Regions from separate parts of the Mus musculus genome. Here region 1 is linked to region 2. Evidence: chromatin contacts called from public promoter capture Hi-C data. All regions are on one chromosome and are shown on one strand. Each heading gives the region's core, a stretch centred on a gene start, on an enhancer-like site or on the middle of the called end of the contact. The rest is flanking DNA. Distances are from core to core; before and after follow the strand shown.

Evidence for each region. Capture Hi-C pulls out chosen DNA fragments and counts their contacts.
Region 1: a contact with region 2 is called in a promoter capture Hi-C map of liver, with 1.9 times the contacts expected there. The contact joins two enhancer-like sites. A contact is called at or near these places in 1 of 39 promoter capture datasets (the C10 cell line), 1 of 15 datasets of contacts at CTCF or cohesin (CD8 T cells), 15 of 484 Hi-C or Micro-C datasets (the AML12 cell line, the G1E-ER4 cell line, the HPC-7 cell line and 10 more), 4 of 115 datasets of contacts at active chromatin or transcription factors (CD8 T cells, bone marrow-derived macrophages, hepatocytes and 1 more) and 2 of 9 other capture datasets (adipose tissue and liver).

The regions. Positions count from the first base shown.
Region 1 is chr9:92,351,244-92,354,449 of GRCm38.p6, reverse strand. 1700057G04Rik (RIKEN cDNA 1700057G04 gene) reads right to left here. Exons shown (of 7, transcript NM_001033184.3): 5 at 1,754-1,915. Among named protein-coding and RNA genes, the nearest start is that of 1700057G04Rik, 43 kb to the right of the region's middle. Within about 2 kb of position 1,834, at least 21 of the 459 cell types and tissues checked have an H3K27ac peak or open chromatin away from gene starts, as enhancers often do. A contact at or near this core is called in liver, where this site is marked.
Region 2 is chr9:92,209,631-92,212,698 of GRCm38.p6, reverse strand. It overlaps Plscr5 (phospholipid scramblase family, member 5), which reads right to left. Exons shown (of 8, transcript NM_001195693.2): 7 at 2,957-3,039; 8 at 2,465-2,874. The coding sequence ends at 3,001. All of the region lies in intron 3 of Gm31588 (a long non-coding RNA gene), which reads left to right. Among named protein-coding and RNA genes, the nearest start is that of Gm31531, 2.9 kb to the right of the region's middle. Within about 2 kb of position 1,393, at least 2 of the 459 cell types and tissues checked have an H3K27ac peak or open chromatin away from gene starts, as enhancers often do. A contact at or near this core is called in liver, where this site is marked.

The sequences.
Region 1 (3,206 bases), core at 585-3,084, 140 kb before region 2:
CCATTCACATTGTGCCCTCATGTGACTAAACATTTGAAAGGTTGCTGCATAAAATATGAATTTGGGGAATTGTATATGAAAATTTCAGTGTTTCCCCAGTGTCCTCGTATGTTTCTTAAAAGTAAACTGTAGGTCAGCTTAAGTTCTGTTACTGTTTCTGAAAATAGAAATAAATTTACACACATCTAGATGCATTCCCATGTACTTGATCTATTTTAACTCATACTAGTATAGAATGTCTTTCTAGTACATATTTAATACACTCCCACACAAACCACTTGCTCCAAGCATTATACATACATGCCTTGTAAGATCTCTTGCATTTTCTCTGTTACCTATATTTTCTTAGAATCGCCAATGTCTGTGACTAGATTTGTAAGTCAATGGAGGCAAGGCTTTATGTACATGTAACTGGATTCTACGAGAGGAATTGTTGCGGGAATTATTTAAAAAGATATACAACTGGCACGTTCCTGCGTTTGTGCCTCTGCCCTGGCAACCTGGCTGGCCGGGCACTGGCGAGCAATGGCCGACCGGTTTTTATCATGTAGATGCTCGGACTCAGAGCTCCAAAATCTCTCCACCCACTGACAGGTCACTACCATGCCAGCCCTATGCTTCAAATTCCCCACTGGCCTTTGTGGTGCACATCTGGCAAACTCAGATGAGCAGCTGTGTGAAGGAAAATGCAACACAAACTTAGTTCAGAAACAATGGTAACTCGATCTCTGGTCACAATAACTTAAAACCTAATCTTGTAAGCCTTATTGAAGTCTGATTCCTTTAGTGGCGAATCCTTGTGGATCTGCCATGATACCAGGAAACTCTAGCAGCTACATCTTACCTCCTGCTACTTCTCTTCCTCTGTCCAACCAGGAAGTCCCGCCTACTGGCCCAGTGATTGGCTCCTTTATTCATTGGGGGATTGGTTTACAGGAAACCTCCTGAGTACTGATTCATTCCTCATTCTAGACAGCCTCTCCCTGGAGAGCAAGCAACACAAAGCCATCCACAATGAGGAATGAAAAGCTATGTGGTTCCCGAGGGCAGCAGGCATTGGGACAGAGTAAGCATGGAGACAGGAAGTCATGAGAACAGAGGCAGAATTCTGAAGGCTTATCAGGAAAGGATAGCCCTCTGCTTCAGAGTGGTTTTGGCCCCTCTGGGGAAATATCAGTCTAAGTTTTATCACGTTTTCTGTGAAGAGAATCAACAAGTTTAAATGACAAAAATTCTCTTGGCTTTAAAAATTCCTCCAGGAAGCAAACATAGGAACATGTTTCCCAATGAACTAATTCAGTATAAGAATAACCAGGAGATCACTGTGACGCATGATTGGAGGATAAGCACTATACCTCTTTTTCTTTTAGAAAAGATCCACTTATTCCTATTTCTCATACATTGGTGTTCTGTTTGCATGTTGGTCTGTGCAGTGCCTGAGGAGCATTATACCCTTAAACTGTAAGCCAAAAAATTGCTTCTTCTTTTAATGCTTCTTGTCAGATATTGATTTTAGCAATGAGAGTAGTCGATAGAGAAACTGTGGCTATTTTTAAGATGACTACACCTTTTTCTCATTCAATAGTGTAAGCACTGACCTTGTATTGGATCATAAAATATTTCTCTGACCATGTTATTTCTTTTTTAAAAAATATCTGTACATAAATCTCCACCTAATACAGCTTTACCTTTGCACAAAATATGTTCTATTTATAAGGAAAGAAAATCTAATAGACATGATTGTATCTGTTACCTCAAAATCTATGCTTCCTCCAATGTTGCACACGCAGATTGGACCAATAATTTTTAGAACATCCTGTTTCTCCTCATTTTGAACTGTAAACTTTGGCCGACATGGGTGCCAGGTTTGAATAACATAACCCACTGGCACACCAGGAGGAGCTTGTATTTCTATCTACATATGAAAAAAGGACATTGGTAAACATGTTTATCAACATATTATCTATTTGTGGCTTCATTTACTTAGAATGACAGCCAGTGCTCCAATCTATAACACCCTTTAATTAAATCAATGCTTTTTCTTCTCTTAATTCATGGAGGTAACTATACCAAAAAAGAAAAAAACAAAAGGTGACGTAATGTGCATCAGATTCTCCAGCTAATGCATAGAAGGGGCAAATTGAACTCTTGATAGCTTCCATGTTTCATTAATATCTCTATCTGTAAAGACTGTCTAAATTATTAACAAACTTTTCTTTCTTAAACTTGTTTATCAACAGTAGCTTATCTCTGTGGACAGAACTCTGATCACTGGCACATTTTCAACTATTAGTTCTAATATTGTATAAGAAAAGAACTTTGGACACTAGACTCATGGCCCTGCTATTTATTTACTAGGAGACTCAGATGTGATCATTTCTGAGAGTCAAGCTTCATGACCATGTTATACTGCTACTCAACTGCAGTACTTTGTTCATCGAACACACAAACACAGTCTCCTCAGATATTGCTATGCTTGTAGGGTTATACCTAGCCTAAAGGGCATGGAGAACAAAGGAATTCTTTACAAATAAACTTACTCTCTCTAAGTAGTGTAAGCACAATGTTAAACCCCAAATATCTGTTTTCATGTTCTCTCTGTTTGAGACAGGCTTTATGGACATTACTTACAGAATGACTGGGGTACACAGGCAGACAATGTCCTAGGCAAGTGAAATCTAGGCAAAGGCTACCTTCCCTATAAAGTCTCTATGTCCTAGTACCTGCTCTGAAAGACACATTTGCAATAAATAGGCCACTAAGTGATATGAAACAGGCAGTTGGACTTTTGCTGAGGGCAGATCCATCTGAGGAATGTTTATTACAGATAACACAACTTACCTGTGTTTATTGAAAGAAATGAAATAAAAAATATGGGTGGCATTTTTCTCCTTGCCCCTTAGTGGAGTGTCTAAATCATCAGATAAATTATGAGATGAATACATATATTCTTCTCCTAACTCTTCTGTTAAGGCATTCTGTTTCTAGAACAGTATTTTAAAACATCCTCAGGCATGTGGCTCCATTAGTTTGGGCCACACCAGTCATGATCATTTTTGACAAGTGATTTGGCCAAAAGGCCTTCCTGTGAACATTATAAACTGTTGTTTGAGCTGTTACTCATCCATAAAGGAGAGATTACCCAAGAGTATAAGCTTAGTTGTTTATATTCCTTTCTACACAGTTGAATGAAGGCCAAAACATGG
Region 2 (3,068 bases), core at 144-2,643:
GGGCAAGTGAGGATAGTCCTGGAGAGTCATCAATGTACAAAATTCTAAAAATAGAAATTTAATAAAAATTTCAGATGTAATAAAAAAAGATAAAAATAAAATTTTAGGGGCTGACAATTTTGAGCTGCTGTGCAAACATGAAGACCTGAGTCCAATTCCTAGCACTCCATATAAACAAACAAACAAATAAAAAGACTAAAAGTTGTGCAGAGTGGAAGGCAATTGAAGTGCCGTTGCTGATGAAGCAGAGAGAGTTGGGTACTTAGAGCATCCTGGACCACAAGCTTATTCTAATTTATGTGCTCCAGGCCAGTGAGAGACCCTGCATCAAACAAACAAACTGGACAGCTCATAAGAAACATCCCAAAGTTGGCCTTTGTCCTTCCCCATGGATCCCTAAAAACAAACAAACAAATAAAAAAATAAAACAAAAGAAAGACTCACAAAACAAAACAAAAATTAAATTTTATGGAAAGAAAAAAAGAAAACATGTAACTTGCAAAGTCAAAATATTATAAACAATAATTCAATCCTCTCTAATTTTAACAGAAACACAATGTCAGGACTTTTGAGAATAGAAATGTTGATGGATGGGAGAGACGTCTCCACTAGCTGCTCTTCCTCAAGACCTGACTGAATTCAAGTCCAAGCACTCACATGGCAACTCACAACAGTACATAGCTCCAATTCCAGGGCATCTGATGGTCTCTTCTGACCTTCATGGGAACCAGGCACTCAAGCGGTACACAATATGCATATAGGAAAAATGCCAATGCACATTAAGTATATAAAAGTAGTAATTCGTTCAGATTATGAAAACATTCAAAGTTTGTTAATTGGGTAGTAAAAGTTACCAATATAAAAATCTCCATGTGTACCGAGGCTCAAGGGAGTCAGAATTCTAGTGAGCTCTTGATATGTGGTTGCAGCTGTCACCCAGCTTTTCAGATTGTCTAGCAAATATTCTCATTACTCTATTTAACTTTATTTTCAATCTTCGTGCTAGTGATCATAATCCAGATCCTTGCATGTGCTAAGGGAGTACTGTGGGAGTACTGTGTTCACTATACCACTACCTTCGACAATGTGATTGCATCTCCCTATCTATTTTGATGATTATGGTACTGATTGGATGATTGTCTTGAGTTTTCTGTCATACATTTGCTCCAAACTTCAGGTTCTCCTGTTTCCCTAGTACGAAGATTATCGGCACGTATCAGTGCACCAGTTAGAACTTCTTCATAGAGAAACACTGGTGGATCATAGGAAGGTTTTAGATTTTCGTTTCAAGGTTTTATGGGTTATAAAGAATACTCTGTTAGAACCTATTGGCATTGTCCCTCCACTTGATGATTATACTCCAGCCACAGTCGTCCTGTGTTTATCAGACTTGCCAAGCATGTTTGACTCACAGACTTTGTGCTTTCCTTTTTGAATTGGCAAGAATTCTATTTTGTAAATGCTCTTATCTCTTGCTAAGCTCTTTTCCTCTATGTTTAAACGAACAGCTCTGTTTATTTATACTGAATTACTTTCCTTCCTGGGTCTGGAAATACAAAACTCTAGCCCTTCTTGGAGAGATCTGGTTGATTTCTTATCATTTCTGTGGGTAACAATTAAAACCAGTTTTAAACATATTTAATCAAACAAAGACTGATTTTTGCAAAAGTATAAATATCAGCAAAACAATGTGGGATATCGTTAATAAAATTACTAAAGATTAGCTACTGAACACTAGCTTCAGTACAATTAAGAAATTTCATTGGGGGGTGGCGGTGAGGTTGAGATGGGACTTGATTTTGTAGCTCAGTGTGGCCTTGAACTCAAGTGGTGGTTTGGGTGAGAATGTCCTCCATAGGTTTGTGTATATGAACATTGATTCCCCAGTTCAGCCCTGTTTAGGAATGTTCAGGAGGAGGGGCCTGACTACAGAGCTTTGGAGGCGTATGGAAGAGTGGGGTGTGGGAATCAGGGATGCTCGCCAGCACGGTATTAATTCTGAAGTGTTTCCATTTACTGTGTGTTCTTACATCTGCACTGCTTCAGGGACTCAGGTTCTGACTCTTTTGCTTTCGTTTGTTTTCCATTTGTCATTTTGATGTCTCAGATCCCTTAACTGGCAGAGACTTCATAGTAGTCAGATAAAATCCTGGTAGAGCAGACTGCTCTCACTAATTTAGCGTCTATCTATATGGCTATTTAAATTTCTGGCATGAATCTGCTTGGTGCTTTAGTTAATTGCCTTATGGAATATAACTGTGCCTCTGCTACTTGAACAAATGGAAGGTATCCATCTTTTCTCCGATCCTTACACATATTATTTACCCAGTCTCCAACTTTCCCAATATAAGTAAAATATATTTACTACAACAAGAAAATTTAAAATCATCTCAGAAATGTCAGATTGTTTCTCAGAGAATATGAAAAGTGTGTTATAAAATAAGGCTTATTCTTTAATTCGTTAAGAATACATGAGAATTTAAAAAGAAGAAATAAAATTAAGAAAGTCAAAAGGAGCTACATTTGAAAAGATATTTTAGAAATTCAAGTCTTTTGATTAGCAACCACCCGTAGTACCAGCAACACTTCAAAGTGTTCTCTAAACACTGAATTCCCATCAGTGATGCTGCAAGCCTTAGCTCTCATCTTTCATGCTTCCCATTGCAGTGACTTCAAAAGAATAAAGAGAGAATGGTAATCTCTCACAGTAACCTTGGACTCACACTAGTAATTGCGTATTTAGCTACCATGCATTCAAAACCAGGTAATTGTCTCATTAAACAGTGTTCTAATAAATATAATAATTCACATTTAGTTATACAAAAATCAAATACTCAGACCATCCTGAAATAAAACTCAGAGCCCAAGGGACATCTAGAAGAAAATGAAAAAGAATTAGATTGTGTCAAACATAGACAGCTTCAAAGGAAGTCATTTAAACTTGCCTTTTCCTTACCGAAATGCGTTTTGCATATTTTATTGTTTTCGTCATCGAGCTTGTTATAATCCAGCAAGTGAATGTTCAAAGAACATAAAATCCTACAAATAAATAAACTGAGTATGAATAC